Linked DNA regions of Mus musculus: regions 2 and 3 are each linked to region 1. The links are chromatin contacts, called in public HiChIP or PLAC-seq maps. All regions are on one chromosome and are shown on one strand. Each heading gives the region's core, a stretch centred on a gene start, on an enhancer-like site or on the middle of the called end of the contact. The rest is flanking DNA. Distances are from core to core; before and after follow the strand shown. Region 1 holds the start of Fbln2 (fibulin 2). Region 2 holds the start of Slc6a6 (solute carrier family 6 (neurotransmitter transporter, taurine), member 6). Region 3 overlaps Iqsec1 (IQ motif and Sec7 domain 1).

The links. HiChIP or PLAC-seq counts read pairs in DNA pulled down with a chosen protein or histone mark.
Region 2: a contact with region 1 is called in an HNF4G HiChIP or PLAC-seq map of pancreatic cancer cells. The contact joins the promoter of Slc6a6 here to the promoter of Fbln2 in region 1. A contact is called at or near these places in 1 of 484 Hi-C or Micro-C datasets (adipose-derived mesenchymal stem cells) and 1 of 115 datasets of contacts at active chromatin or transcription factors (pancreatic cancer cells).
Region 3: a contact with region 1 is called in a FOXA1 HiChIP or PLAC-seq map of pancreatic cancer cells. The contact joins the enhancer-like site here to the promoter of Fbln2 in region 1. A contact is called at or near these places in 1 of 15 datasets of contacts at CTCF or cohesin (the NIH/3T3 cell line), 2 of 115 datasets of contacts at active chromatin or transcription factors (extraembryonic endoderm stem cells and pancreatic cancer cells) and 1 of 9 other capture datasets (embryonic stem cells).

The regions. Positions count from the first base shown.
Region 1 is chr6:91,210,072-91,215,234 of GRCm38.p6, forward strand. Fbln2 (fibulin 2) reads left to right here and starts at 2,693. Exons shown (of 18, transcript NM_007992.2): 1 at 2,693-2,829.
Region 2 is chr6:91,681,768-91,686,930 of GRCm38.p6, forward strand. Slc6a6 (solute carrier family 6 (neurotransmitter transporter, taurine), member 6) reads left to right here and starts at 2,300. Exons shown (of 15, transcript NM_009320.4): 1 at 2,300-2,541.
Region 3 is chr6:90,747,313-90,752,475 of GRCm38.p6, forward strand. The region is part of intron 1 of Iqsec1 (IQ motif and Sec7 domain 1); the gene reads right to left. Among named protein-coding and RNA genes, the nearest start is that of Iqsec1, 60 kb to the right of the region's middle. Within about 2 kb of position 2,494, at least 76 of the 459 cell types and tissues checked have an H3K27ac peak or open chromatin away from gene starts, as enhancers often do. A contact at or near this core is called in the NIH/3T3 cell line and pancreatic cancer cells, where this site is marked.

The DNA.
Region 1 (5,163 bases), core at 1,443-3,942:
TGCCCAGCAACCGTTTACCCTCTAGATCACCCCCTCCCCAGCAACCTCAGGGACATTCAGGGCTCAGGAGCCTGAGGGCTTTCAAAGGGTATTCAAGCCACAGTGCCTTTTCTGGGTTGGGGAGACAGCAGAGTCTCCACTGGAAAGCTCTGGTGGCTCTGGTGTCTACTGTCTTCTTCCCTGCAGCTGGGGAGCCAGCGGACTGGAGCTCCTGCACTGTGGCTGCAAAGTTAAAGGGAGGGCAGGAGACACAAAGAGGCAGAGTGGGAGGGAGGATCAAAGAGCCTATTGGAGGTTGGGAGCCACATCAGTCCCCAGAGGCAGGAGGATAGCTCTCAAAGGGAGTCCTGGCTCCACAATACTAGTATGACAGCAAGATTTGGTCCCAATAGTTGCTCTTTTTTCTCTCCAAGTTTGAGTCCCAGGGACATTTATGACACCTCTTCTCCCACAGATGATGCAGGGTGAAGGTTTGTGGTGTATAAAGTGACAACAAACATGAAAGTAAGGGCTTAGTGTGTCCAGTTGCCACTTCCAGCATTGCCTGCACAACTCCAGTATCTCCATGGGGACACTGAAGCTGAGGCTGAAGGTCATTCAGGAAGGCTGCCCAGCCTCAGAGCTGGCCTTCCCAAGCCCTTGGGTGGTGTCTTGTGCTATTTACAGAGTGGTCATATACCAGGTATAGCTGCAGTCCCTTTCCCTAAAAACTGTGAGCCAGTCCAGTTGGCCAGGTGGTATAGGTGAGCCCTCCGCCTGCTGGCTCTGGCGCCTCAGTGCCCAGGGAGGCTGTGAGATCAGCACTGGTGTGAGTAACACCTCTGCCCCCTGTGGCACTTTGTCTGGACCTTGTCAGCCTATAACTTCCTCCAACTCTATGTCAGCCAAGCCCCAGCCCCAAATTCCTGGTGGGTGATGCATACCCTGTCTTGATAAGAGTCCTGGCAGGCTCTAGGCGAGCCATGACTCTGGCTCAAATGTCGGAGGTGGGAAACAGCCTCTGTGTTATCTGGTGGAAAGACAACCAGGCCCAGGCTCCTTGTCTGCAGCCTGAGCCTGAATGTTGGCTGCTTGCCTCCCTTCTCTCCCTCAGCCGGGACTTGTAGTGGGGAAAGGGTCCATGCTTGCTGCAGCTATGCTCTTGGCCATAGAGAGAAGGGTTTCATCTGCTCTTTATTCTCATATACTATTTACTGAACACACCCCTCTGGAACTTTGGGATTTCAGCTCAACCCCTGATGTAGGCTTTGACACCTATTGTTTAGTTTGCCCCTGAGGAAGTAAGCCAAAACTCAGAGGGAAGGGACTTGCCCAAGGTGACTGGCCCAAGGACACACAGCTGCATGGGAAAGAAGTCTTAGCTGCTAAGTAATTCTACAAACGATCATTTATAAACCAATCTCAAAAAGGTAGCCAGGGAGAGAATGCAGCCAAGTGGCAGGATAGAAGGGCTCTGATGTGGTCTCAGAAAGGGGATATTTTATCTCAAAACAAGGATGCACCAGCCCTAGGCTCCTGGGGGAGAGGTGTTCGGGTAGAGGTTAACAGCATACACAAAGGCCCTGAGAGAGGCGTTTGTGGAAAGAGCCCACAGAGGCAGGCTGGGTCAGACTTTTCCATTCAGCTCTGCTCTCCACAACCCATCCTGGTTCCTCTACAATTCCCTGGCTCTTTCTAGGTGCAGCTATGTAACCCTGGGCAGATAGCTTCCTTCTCTGTCTTTTTGTTTGCTCTTGGCTGCCTCACACCTGTTCTGGGCCATGGGGTCTTACTCTTGGGCCACAGCTGCTCCTAGGATGACGGGCAGTGGCTATAGGGGCATCCATCTCTGGCAGGTATGGGAGGTGATTAGCAGTCCTGGATCTCAGACAGTGAAGCTCACTGTTGACTTTCTACCATGCACAGGCCCTGGGCCTGCTGAGAGTGGACAGTGGTGACCAGACACCTCTGTCATTTGGGGGGCAGGGAGCCAAGGGCCCAGTAATGATATGTTTTGAGTTTATATCTTACAGAGTGTTGACTGCCTCTTGGGCACTGTGCTGTGGATGACAGTGTTCTCCACAGCTCCCTACCCACAGAGGTCAAGAGGATTGGCTAAGCCACACCATAGTACAGGCAACTGAATCAGGATAAAAAAAGAAGAAGAAGGAGGAGGAGGAGGAGGAGGAGGAGGAGGAGGAGGAGGAGGAGGAGGAGGAGAAGAAGAAGAAGAAGAAGAAGAAGAAGAAGAAGAAGAAGAAGGAGGAGGAGGAGGAGGAGGAGGAGGAGGAGGAGGAGGAGGAGGAGGAGGAGAAAGAAAGAAAGAAAGAAAGAAAGAAAGAAAGAAAGAAAGAAAGAAAGAAAGAAAGAAAGAAAGAAAGGAAAAAAAGAAAAAGGGCAGGGTGATCTAGACAGTGGAGAACTAAGATGGGAGCATGCCCATGCCTAGTTTCTGCAGACCTGTCCCTGGGCAGCTTTGAGCCTGGGTACCTCTGGCTATCACAGGGTGCTGGGTCCAGGAGGAGAAGCTAAAGGGTGGCGCAGTACTGAGACATCTGAGTCTCAATATAGCCAAAGCATGGTGAGAGGGAGTGGAAAGAGGGACTCAGAGACCCGGACAGGAGAGCGCCGGCTCCTGGGCTCCTATTTGGGCTTGTTGAGCACTGGGTTGGGCGAAGTCTTAGCAAAATCGAGGCCCCGCCCTGAGGCGGGACCTGTGGGGCGGGGTCTCAAGGCCTGGCTAGTCCCGCTCTTCTCCAACCCCGAGCCGCGCGCCACCCGGACTCTGGATTCACCGACGGCGGGTGCGCGGACAGACTGACGGCGGCGCAGCTCAACACAGAGCACCGGGTAAGTACAGAGCCTTCGATCTCCACCCCGCGCTTCCTCTAGGTCAGTCACGTTCTCTTGATCGCTGGCTCGTCTCTCTGGCTCTCCAGACACCAGACTAGTCCTTCAGGGTCTCCCAGGGTCACTCCCCCAGCTGCCCCCCATCCCCGGCGGGAAAGATTGGGCCTCTCGGTCTGGTACCACCCCACCCTCAGTCACAAACTGCCACACATGCACTCACACTAGCAGAAGTTACTGCAAGCTCTGCAGAGGCACAGGCCACCCCAACACCCAGCCCAGAATCTCTCGTGCAGGGGCTGTGCACGTTCACTTCTCCCACATCCCTCTGCACGTGAGTGCTTTCACACACACTTGCATGTTTTAGGCATCCTTCAGACATGCATATGTGTCCGTGTTAGGCACGTGTGCGTTCGACATCCATAGAAAGTTTGGTTCAGTGCCGGTTGGTTCAATGCTTCGCTTATCTCCATCCGCTATTCCACACACATCTCCCACACGGGCCTGTGTTGGACACAGAGGGCCCCACACTCAGGTTCACAGACAGAGTCATGGTCCCTAGCATCTGCGGTTCCCCTGCTGAGTGGGAGCCTCAGCCTAGAGAGAAGGAGGTGGCTGCTGGTGTTAGTCTTGGCTCACTCTTGGAGTGGCCTAGGGGGCCCAGGAGGGGCTAAGTCTTCAGGGGTGGGCTTGGCTCCTCACCACCTCTTGTTTCCCCGCCCCCCCTCTCCTAGGCAAGAGTCCATCCTTTCTTCCTCAGCCAGCCTGAGATCGTGCCCATCTGCTTCACGGTGATGGCCACTTGGACCAGTCCGAAGTTGGTCTGAGCCAGCAGGTGTTCTATGACTGGCCAGAGAGACAAAAAGGAATTTGTGGTGTGTGGGTCCTTGTTGCTCAGAGGATGCTGAACCTGACCCTCTCCAGGAGAGCTTGGGTGACGTGGGTGGGTGGCAGCAGAGGGCTCCCTGGGCTTGGCATTGAGTGGAGCTAATACATATTTGTGATGGAATGATCGGAGCTCTCGCCTCACCTTCCAGAGGTGCCAAGTATGTGTGTGTGTGTGTGTGTGTGTGCAGGACCCCCAAGAGGAAAGGCAGGATGGGAGATGTTGCCAAGGGTGGGTACCTCTTGTCTTCCCGCCCACCCCTTCATGTAGTATGTAGAAAGCATCTGACTGGAGGTGCAGACCCGCCAGCCCCGGCTGTGACTAGCTCTGCATGTTTTGCTTGGCTCTCAGTATGCTATTATTGTTTTTAAAAATTTAATTAGCTGCCAGCATTTACTAACTGGCAGCTTTCACAGAAAAGTCCGGATTTCCGTCTTTTCTTGAAAAAAAAAAAAAAAAAAAAGCAAGCTCTGGTGGTTAGGATTCATATGCTTTTGTGGAGTGCTTCAACCAGTGCTGCTGGCTGCCTTCCCTTAGGGATGGGCCAGGGGCACCTTTGGTTGCAGTCTCTACCAGATCTTTCTTCTGGGCTCCTGTCTGGCCTTTGGAGACCTGTTCTGGTTGTAGCCTTTTAAATCCATTGCTATCTCAAGGGTGAGCCCAGGCTAGGCTCTGCCATGCCTTAAGTAAGCCTCCTACCATTCAGGATGTTGGTCACCACAAAGGTGGGAGTGTCCAGGATCAGGTTTACAGGGGATTCTAATGATAGTATAGACATTTTGTGCTGGTCTGTGGGGGTGATGGCCTGGTGTCCCCATAGGAGGAAGGTCAGAGCTCCTGGTGGACCTGAGATAGACCTCGCATAGAATTTTCCTTCTTGTTATTCTGAGAGCTCCTCTGTAAAGTCACACTGGTTCTCCTGACTGGAAAAGGGAGGCTCAGAAAGAATTCAACAAGCAAAGGAACATTTTCATACCCTGGAACAAAGCTCTCTGTTCTTCCAGGCTCTCTGTCCTTCCAGCATTGAATCCCGAGAAAGGGAGACCTGGATGTCAGTGACTCTGGAGTTTCCTGAGTCTCGTCCATAGAGGACACACAGTAGGTGCTCAATAAATGCTCCTGGCATGACTAAGGCAAAGAGATTGCTCCTTGGGATCATGGTAGAGCAGAACCTGGGGCTCAGGCGTAAGATTACACACAGCCTGGCCCTTTGATGTCTGATGGGAGTGACAGCCCTCTTTGCTGTGACTCCTGTGGCCCTCAAGTGGAGATCACAAAGTCGGGGTAAATCTATGGCATCACTCAGGCGTGACCTCTTGGACATCTTCTGGCCTTGTGCCTTAAATTTGGAAGCTAGGCTGTGAATAATTGTTTTTTTCTTATTTCCCTAGCTGGCCTTGGCAAAGGAGATGCCACACAGAGAGGGACTCAGGATACCACACAAGCCAAGT
Region 2 (5,163 bases), core at 1,050-3,549, 470 kb after region 1:
TAAGCAGCTGAGCAGGTGAGGGTACATGCATTCATATATCAATTTTGATTCCTGGCAATGAACTCAAATCACGATGGATGGAGCCCACCACAGGCCAAGCAGCAGAACATCTGGGGCTGGATTCAGTTCAGGCTGCCCTGCTTGAGACTTCTGACCGCTCTGACAGTCCATGGCCTCTCACATGTTAAGTTCATACTCCATGCCTGACTGATCTGCTGCACCCACAGCCTGGGGCTGGGTTCTTCCAAAGCTCCCCTGGAAACAAACAGATGGTCTAGGTTTAGATTCCAGCCCTGTGACTCACTGGCCAAGCGTCCCCCAGGCCAGCTATTTTCTCTGTGGCTCAGTTTTCCCTTCTGTAAAGTGGGAGAACTAGCAGTGCTGAGCTCCCAGGGATGCTCTGGGGAGGGGCGGGTTGGCCTTGTTTACATGAAGTGAATTCTACCAGCCGGGAAAATGCTGAAGAAAGGAAACTAACTAAATAAATATAGTAGTTGCAGTGACCCAGATGTCACTCAGCTATGACCCCAGCTACCCAAGGGCTCTGCAGTAGGAAGGTGACTTGGAACCCAACAATTTGGGACCAGGCCAGGCAATGTAGTGCCATCCCTATCTCAAAATATAATACATACACACTTACATACACATACATAAATAAATGCAAGTGTAGCTGAGCACTTTCTGTGCACCAGGCCTGTGATGCTTTGTGTACTTGATGGGAGTTCGAGGACCAGATCTCACCGAGTTGACATTACAGAAGGGGAGACTGATGAAGGCCTGAGCCACCTCCTCCCATTCTTCCCAGTCATCCCTTGTGTGATACTGTGTCGATCATTCTTAGGCTCAGGCCTGCCCAGGCTTTCCGAATTGAATCCCTGGGCCTGCCAGGCCTCTGTGGCCTCCCCTGCCCTGACTCTTTGTAGAGTCCTGTGACACCATGCCTGCAGGCTTTTGCAGCCTTACAGCCCTTGCTTCCTCTGTTCCCCACCCCCACCCTTCTGTCTGCCCAAAGGCTCTGGGCTTCCTGAAGTCTGCTCTGGGTTCAAAACAGCCACTTTCCTACTCTCTGACCTACCCCCTGGTCTCAGCCCTTTGTGCTGTGGGTAATGAAATGTGAGTCTGGATTTTTTTTTTTTAAGACGGGTTTTCTCTGTGCAGCCTTAGTGGAACTCACTCTGTAAACCAGATTGGCCTTGAACTCAGAGATCTGCCTGTCTCTGCCTCCCAGCGCTGGGATTAAAGGCTTGAGTCACACCACCACCTTATTTTGCTTCTTGGTGTCTTATGCCAGCCTAGGACAATGGATTCAGGCTGGTCAGGTCTGGGGCTACCATTCCCAGTTTAAGAGACAGGATAGCCATGCTACATAATTGACACTTATGTGCAGAGAGAGTGGAGAAGAAAGAAAAGGAAGTGGGCAAGCAGAGAGGGGGAAGGCCTTACTGAAGGTCACACAGCGCCACCTCAGGCTCAGCCAGGCTGTGGGTGTGTACAATCAGATGGAGGACATGCTCATTCAAATAAGGACAAGAATAATGGCACACTCCCCATCTCCATTTAAAAATAGTCACATTTGCTGACACTCGTTTGGCACTTCCTAGGTGCCTGGTGTCCTGTTCAGACTCTTTACACTGTTAACCTTGGACCCTCCCAGCAGCCAGAAGTGATGAGTTCCACTATTTTTATTTCCGTTTTACAGATGAGGAAACTAAGACACAGAAGGTCTGGGGAACTTGCCTGATGTCACACAGCCACGACGAAGTCGGGGCGCTTCGAAAACACAGCCTCATGTGGGCCAGGGGTGGGGGTGGGGGTGGGGGTGGGGGACTTGGCCTCCATTATCACTTCCACGGCAGCTCAGCCAGGCTTGCAGAGCTGCACACTGGCCCTGAGAGGACTCGGGGCAATGGGGGAGGAGCAGATTCTGGTAGGGATCTAGCTGCTGCGGCAGCCACAGGCCTCGTCCACAGACCTAGGTGGGTGTGTTAGAGAGCGTTGTGGTGTGGTAATATCAGGACAGGAGATGAGCCAGGGGTCTGGGTCTCTAACTCCTCATCGCCTGCATGAGAGGCCTGAGCAGTGCCATTAGCCACCAGCGTTTGGATGGAGCATGAGGATGGGTGCGCGCGCTCGACGAGGCGAGCTCCGGCTCTTTGTGTGTCCGAGCTCGTGCGCGCGTGCGTGCGTGTGTGTGTGTGTGTGTGTGTGTGTGTGTGTGTGTGCGCGCGCGCGCGCGCGCCCCGTGTGTGGGCGTGGCCGACAGACCAGGCCCCTCCCTAGGCCCCGCCCAGGCCCGGCCAAGCTGGTATTTTTCCACCCAGCAGGATGGGTGATGCGGAGAGCTGCCTGTTCAGACAACAGACACGCGAGGTCAGGGAGAAGCCGCTTATAAATTACCGCTTCCTCCGCGCCGCCGCCAGCGTCGTGCTCCGGGACCTGGTTGCTGCCGAGCTCCCGTGCCCAGCCGCCAACGCCGCGATCGCCGCCAGTCCCGCCAGCCTCGCCAGCCCCGGGCCATCCGCTGTGGGCTTAGCCACCCAGGTACCCAGGGCGTGTGGGCCGCGACTGCAGCCCCCTCCCCGGGCCGCGCTCCGCCACCTCACCGGGTCCCTGCGGGTCTGGCCTCCCCGCGCTCTTTCATCCCCTTCACCCCTGAGGGAGGGACTGAGGGTCTCCTGTTCAGCTCTGCTGGAGAGGGAGTTATTGTTTCCCTGGCGAAGGGGCTGGGGCTGCTGGTGCGGCGGCAGGTGTGTGTGTGTGTGTGTGTGTGTGTGTGTGTGTGTGTGTGTCCCACGGGGTGCCTCCTTGTCCCTGGATGTCTCTGTTTCTGAGAGTGGCTGTTTCTCCACCCTAGGCAGCCGTGTACATGTGCGCCCCGGGGTGTGTGATATGACCAGGGCTATGTCCGGGGCTGCCTTACCTGAGTGTAGTGTGGCCGTGTGGCTCTGTCTTCTGATACACACACACACACACACACACACACACACACACACATCTTGCCTATGTGAACCTGTACGTGTGGCTGTGTCTCCGGAACCCTGGCCGTGTGCACGTGTGTGTGCCCGAATGTGCCTGGATCCCTGGATCTGTGGTTGGGGGCAAGTCTAGTGTCTTCTAGCTGTACCCGAGAGGCCATCCCTTGTGCCCAGTGGGCCCAATGGACATCTTTGGTTCTTCGTAGTATTTAGGAGAGGTAAAAGGGCGGTATGGCTCCAGGTGCTGCCTGGGTGTGGCACGCAGGTGTGACAGTCGCTCCCAGGCTTGAGTAGCAGGGCTGAGGCCCGAAACGACAGCCAGGGGCAATGGGTAGCACCAGCTGAACACATCTTCCTCTAGACTGCTCCCCTTCACTTTATGGGTTCCTCTTTTGGGTGGGAGGTTCTGGTCTGCTCCCACTGGGGAAGCCACACAAGGAACCAGTCTCAGGAACAGATCCTACAGTCCCAAAGCCTCAACCTAGGCTGTAGCCTGGCGGCAAGGGAGGCGTGTGCTCAGCAGGGCCACCGACCTGGCTATTTTGGTCACTGCCTGGCCTCTGCCAGATCCCTGCCTTCCCTAGGACCAGCCCCAAAGGCTTGGGAGACAGCCTGGGCCCCCATTTCCTGCCTGGGGAAATAAATCATCTCAAAGACTGGCCAGGCGCTTGACCCGGAGGGTCCTCGGACTGCGGATTGGTAGCACGTGGCTCCAATTGGATGTCAGTAAATTGGCCTCCGATTTGGCACAGCTAGCTTTCAAATAAATGTCATAGAGATCTTTTTTAAATTAAAAGAAAAAAAAAATTTTTTTTTTGTTGCTGGTAGGGAGGGGATCTCACTCAGAGTCTCTAAGCCAGAAGGAGTTTATTTTTATGAGAGAGCTGGTGAGTGCTTAGCAACGGCCTGCCTGCCTCCCTCTCTACCAGGGAGTCATCGGGGAGTGGGGGGTGAGAGGGAGGTGTTTTAGCAAGATGATGGTGGGTGGCTGGAGGGGGACCTAGGCACCAGCTGAGAACCCACAATAGGATGGTATTGGCAGATGGTTGGAGGTTGTCTTAGGCCTTGGTTCAGCCACTCAGTTAACCTTGGGCAGTATTTCTTGTCCTCAGTCTCTTCATCTGTAAAATGGGTGGGGCATACTACCCATTGGATATGTCAACTGGGGATCCAAGAGTCTTCTTGTCCCCAGAAAGACTGTGTTCCTCTTAATGGTGACCTTGGGTAGTTCTCTTAGCTTGGGCTTGGCTGTCCAGGCGACAAGGACGCTAAGGCCAGCCTCGCCTTGTCCTTGAAGGGATTGAGGGAGATGAGGCTGAATAAGCTTGTGGTAAGCTGTAAAGCCGGGCTCGGCTCTAGAGCTGCTGATTAGAGGGTGTCACGAGGTCTCAGGTCACTGTGGTATGTGGCAAGGGCCATGGTGCTGTCCGGAGAGAGCTTTTGTCCTTTGGGGATACCCTGGTACTGCCTGTAGCTCTGTTGTGGTCAGCCTTCCTGACTTTCTAACCCCCTCTGTATCCACATCTGCTTGGTAGAATCTGGAGGCTCAGGGCTGGGGGAACAGCCCATTCTATAGATGGGTCAATGAGAACTGCCTAGGAGCCTGCCTTGCTTGCACTATACAGAATTGGGATTCCAAAAAGCTTTGCCATGGCCAGCTGTACATTTAGGCTTCACGGCACTTGGGCCACTGATTTGTTGGGGACATTAAGATGGGGACATTAAGGTGGAGAAGGTTCTGGAGAAAAGGAGAGACAAAGGTATTCTGGTCCTTAGGGCTGGAGGGTGTATGGGTGGGGGTGGTCCTTAGTACCTTATATTCCTTCTTGCTTCTCTGCACCTTCCAGTGGAGCCCAGCTACCATCCATCCACCTGCAGCAGGTGTTGTGCCACCCCACCCCCACCCAACCCAAAGGCAGGCTGGGCACTGGGGGTGAGGGGGGCTCCCTGCTTCTAACCTCAACTTGTCAAAGGTTTAGTTCTCCGAAAGTTTCCAAAGGTCTCAGTGATAAGGTGCCATGAGTCACTGAGCACATTCCTGGAGACAGGAAAGAGCTGTCAATCACAAGGACTCCCTGGAATGTTGCCCAGCTACTGCCATTGCTGCGATCTGGGTGGGAATAGAGGGTTGGCCTGGGGTTCCAGCTGTGCCGACTGACTTTGGCAGTGGTTGTAGGCAAGAATCAGA
Region 3 (5,163 bases), core at 1,244-3,743, 460 kb before region 1:
TCCAATGCTGCTGAGTGGAGTAGCACACAGAACAGACATGCTAAGGTTTGAGTGACTGAAGTGTAATCTCACCAGGATAACATTTAGTTTTGTGAGCAAAACTTGCAGAGTCTGTGTGATACAAGGCTCCAGCAGCACCCTACTGAAAGGTATCCCACAACAGCAAACTATGGCCACAGATCCCCCTCCTAGCATCCGTATCTCCCCATGGTGGGAGCTGGCCTGTCCAACAACCTGAGGTGGGGCCAAGGTATAGAATGTGGAAGAAGTTCTAGTCATAATGGACCCCTGGGCTAGGTCTGGGAGCTTGTGGCACATACCTCTCTGCATAGTGCCCTATGAATGTAGATTCAGAAGACAGAGGCTTGCATGCCTTTAGGAGAACACACAGGGTGGGAGAGGGGGGCACAGTGTGAAGAGGCTCATCTGCCACTGAGAGTCCATGTGGAAGTTGACAAGGAAAAAATTCTGAGATGGCCTAGACTTAGTTGCAAGACCAGAAGATAGGAGAAAGGTTTGAGTAAAACAAAATGACTAGCACCCCCAGCAACCACAAACTGCTCCATACTCCTATGTTGAAACCCTAAGCACTAAGCCCAGGGTGTATCTCAATGGCAGAGCACTTACTGGGCATGCCCATGACTCCAGTACCACAAAAAGTACCCCCCCCAACACACGTTGGGGAGGAGAATCATAGGGTACATTCCACCCTATTTCACCTTCCCTCACCCAGAAGCAAAGGATTCCTTTATGGACTGTCTTCCAGCCCCAAGGCGTTCCACTCTCTGCCTGTTGTCGTTCCCCTCCCCATCCTAATCCTAGCCACCGTGGGTTCCACTTCACACTCCTAAGCAAGACTCTCAGTTTTGGTCCGGTGGATGGTTTCCACCTGCCTCCTTGACCTGTGGCTGATGTTCTGGGAACTCACCCCAGGACCTAGCTCTACAAGTCCTTTTATGGCAGAGATTCTTCTTTCCTCTCAAGAGTTGAGGTGCAGTAAGGGATCCAAGAGGCTCTGCTAAAAGATACTATCTCTGGCCATGTTTGTTGGGCTGCCTCTTGCCTTCTAATCTATCTGGCCTCCCTGGGAGACCAGCAGAAACTGGCAGATCCCCTAACCCACAGACCCCACATCACAGACCACTGCTATTTCAAGCCATAGCACCATACAGCTTGTTACATAGCAACAGTTAGCACTTGAGAATTCACCACTGACTTCCTGTGGTGCCTATACCAGGGTACCTGTTTGTAGAGCTGAGACCCTGAAGCATGGGCTCTGCTTTGGGCCAAGAGCAGTCTCCACAATCCCAGGGAACTCAAAAGTTTTCAAATAAACCATAGACCCACATGGTCAGAGGGAGGGAACTGGGGAAGATGCTGGGATTGTTCTCTGAGTCTAGCTCCAGCCGACATACAGATGAATTTCTGATGGGCAGTAGCCTCATGGCCAACTTTTCCTGGAGCCTTCCAAGTAAATGACACAGTGTGTGTCCTAATGGGAATCTTTGTCCATCTCAAAGAAATGAAGAAACAGAAATGAAGAGGCTGGAGACCCTGCCTACAGTCACTCTTCCAAAGATTTGTCTTCCTCTGGTCTTCCCTGAAATGGTAGATACCCTTCCAGTTCACAGCTGTGTGCATGAGAAGAGGCTAGAAGAGGTGAGGGATATGAGGGTGTGTCATCATACCCATATTTCTGACTTACTGAGCTTGCAGGGGACACTGACCACTCTGAAGAAGGCTGGGAGCTGCTAGCAAAGGGCCATCTTCCAGGCAGACCAGATGGATAGCAGCTCTGGGTCTGGTAGGGACTAGCTCTCAGATGATCTTGCAGATGAGGGAGAGGTAAGGCTATCAGCTGCAGCCAGAAGGAAGGCATGGAAACAATGAGCTCAGCTTGATATGAAATACTGAAGTCTCTTTTAAGTCAGTGTTTGGGATACACACCCTCAACCTCAAAGGAAAGGTAAGTTCTGGATTCCAATTCTGATGCTGCTACTTCCCAGAATTCAGAAAAGAATTCTGGCAACACACCTGGCTGCCTCAGTTTCCCCAGCTGCAAAACAAAGTTAAAGCCAGTACTGGCAGTGTGGGCCTAGAGTCCAGCCACTTGAGAACTGAAGAATCACCAAGCCCAAGACTAGACTGGGCTATAGAAAGTATTCGAGGCCAGTCTGAATAAGTTAGTGAGATCCTGTCTCAAAAAGCAAAAAGAGATAGCTGAGCATGGTGCTCAGTGGTAGAGCACTAACCTATGATACATGAGGCCCTCAATTTAATCCCCACTGCTGAAAAGACAAAACCAAAACCAAAACCAAAACCAGATGCCAATAAAGAGATGAGATTTGCACCCATGCTTTCAGGATTTGTCGTGAGAAATCAATGAGGCAATTTTTTGCAGCTTGGCCTCAAACCCAAAGTAATTTTCCTCCCTCAACTTCCAAAGCATTTGGTGAGTCATCAACGCCCGAGACTCCAGTGAAGCTGTGGCTGGACTAGTCCTTATACAGATGAGAGCTAGATGCACATCCAACAGTCCTTGATAGCTCTGGCCTGTCCTAGCTATGGACAAGGCTAAGAGAAAAGCATGGCTTGAGCCCAGAAAAGAAGGTAGAGGAAAATGGAGACAGGAAGAGAAGAGAAAAGAGCCAGGCCTGGTAGTACAGGGAGGACAAAAGGAACGACAGGAATGTGAGGTCATGTGGCCAGTGGTAGTGCTTACCTACCATGCCTAGGGCCCTGGGTTCTACTTTCAGCACTGTAAAAAATAAAAATAAAAATAAAAATAAAATATGAAAACAAAACCCAATTCCAGGTTTTCCACATTCTTTCTAGAGGCCCCTTAACCCTGCCCTGCCCTGCCCCTACCCTTCACTTCTCCCTAGTGACCCAGTGGGTGGAGTTCACCCTTATCTCTGCCATGTCTCTGAAAGCAGATGAAGCAACAGGATTAAAGCTGAGGCTGAGCTGACCCGCCTCTCTGTGTTCTGGGTCCCACCCCTTACCTCATCCCTTTGGCCTGGAGCTTATCATGTTCTGCTTGTTTTAAGTACCCAGCTTGCCCCACTCCCCCTCAAACACTCTCACAGGACCTCTATCTAACATGATGTTTCTCAACCTAATGCTGAGACCGTTTCATACAGTTCCTCATGTTGTGGTAACTCCAACTATAAAACAATTTTCATTGCTACTTCATAATTATAATTTTGATACTGTTATGAATCATCATGTAAATATCTGTGTTTTCTGATGATCTTAGGTGACCCCTATAAAAGGATCATTCAACCCTCAAGGGGTCCTGACACATGTTGAAAAACTCTGCTTTACGTGATGACTGAACGAGTCTGATCTCCACTACCCCCCCAACCTCTCCCCACCCTCCCCAGTACAGCTCTTTGCTGTCCCCTTCACCTTTAGTCTGGGACTCCAGGGCCAGCCAGGTTACCTCCCTATCACTGTAGCTAGAGTGTGGTCCTCTTCCAGTCTGTGCTGAGGGAACAAGGTGAGCACTATCCAACAGTGGAGTGGCTCCAGATTCTGTGCCCAACCAGACACCCTCCTTTTTGGGGATACTGCTGGAAGTTCCCAGTCCCTCTGTCCTTAGAACCCGAATCCCCAGCTGGTCCTTCATCCAGTGGCTTCCTTGATCTTGGACTCAGGTCCCCTGTGACCACCCAAGAAGTCATTCAAAACCACACAGCCACATTTCACTCTGTGGTCCATTTCCTGAGCCCCAGATATTCCAAGAGGAAGGCGTTCCACTACCCTTGCCCCCTCCACCACCACCACCTCTACTCTGGGCCAAACACACAGAGGGCACTTAGGAGATATTCGCTAGGTACACTGTTGGCCAGATAACAACTCACTCAGCTGAGCTCATGGAACAGGAAGGTGGTGGTGAGGAAGATGCTTAGGTACCCACCCTGACAGGCAGGCAAATCCATCTGGGCCAGGCATTGGTTAACTTTTCTCACCTATGCCAGGATGGTTATTAAGCCATTTTTTTTTCCAGATAAGTTAACCAAGGTCACTCAATTTGCTCGGAGCAGAAGAGAATCTGGGGCCAGCTTTCTAGGATCTACGCTATCTCCCATTCTGAAGCACGGAGGGTGTGACCCTTGGAGTCTACCACCCAAAGAGAGAAATTCCAAGTGCTTAAAGGCCCAGGCACTGGGCCAGAGTCTTTCCATGAGCCTCCTTTTCTGCTCTGGAAAGAAACCACAGTTCAGTTTTGCAAATGCTAACCTTAGATCCAGAGTAGTTCAGTGACTTTGTAGATTGCATAGTGAGGCAGTAGACCACAGAGCAGTAGACGTCCTACCAACAGCCTTTCCTGTGTGATGACAGGAGAATGAAGCACACTGAGGTTATTGCCTCAGTTTCCCCTTGTGTACTGGGGTATGGGTGGGGTGACCACTGACAGGACATGAGGTGATTAGGGAGGCAGGCCTCTCCCCGCTCCACACAGGGGCTGATAGGGGAAGTGAGTGAGTAGCTGTTTCCCCATCTCCTCAGCCCCACCCCGCCACAGCACCTGCTGGGTAGCACCTCTCTGGAAATAGTCTTCCAACCCTGGGAAACTCCCCCTGAAATGCCCCCAGTGTCATAACCCAGTGTTGCTGCAGCTTCTAAGTTGGAAGCCTCAACCAGGCATCTTTTTCCAAGATTGCCACAAGGTCCAAATGTCCACACAGCCTGTAGCTACAGATACTGCTGGTTAGATATAAAACCTTTTATGTCCTCAAGGAGACAGTGAGTGAAGCTGAAAAGCTTGAAACTACAGTAGCAGAATAGGATCCCTGAATTAAGACATCAACATTAACCTAGGAATTAAGTCAGCTTGCGGAGGAAGACTTTAAGTCTTTATTTGGGCTTCACAACAGTACCTATAGGTAGAAAAGACCTGAAAACACAGACAGGCAAGGCAGACACTACAAAGGACTTAACCAGGCTTATAAGCCCACCTCTATCCTCAGAGTACTTTTCCTTTCTTAATCAGCTATCTCTATGTCTACTTCTAACCATCAGCCCCCTGTACAAATATTCTTCTGCCCTGGAACACAAGAGCCTGCAATCTGGTGGCATATAAACTTAGAGCCATAGTTCTGTATTCCTAAGCATCTTTTCCCAATCACCATGGGCTTTTGGATTCTCTGACCTCCA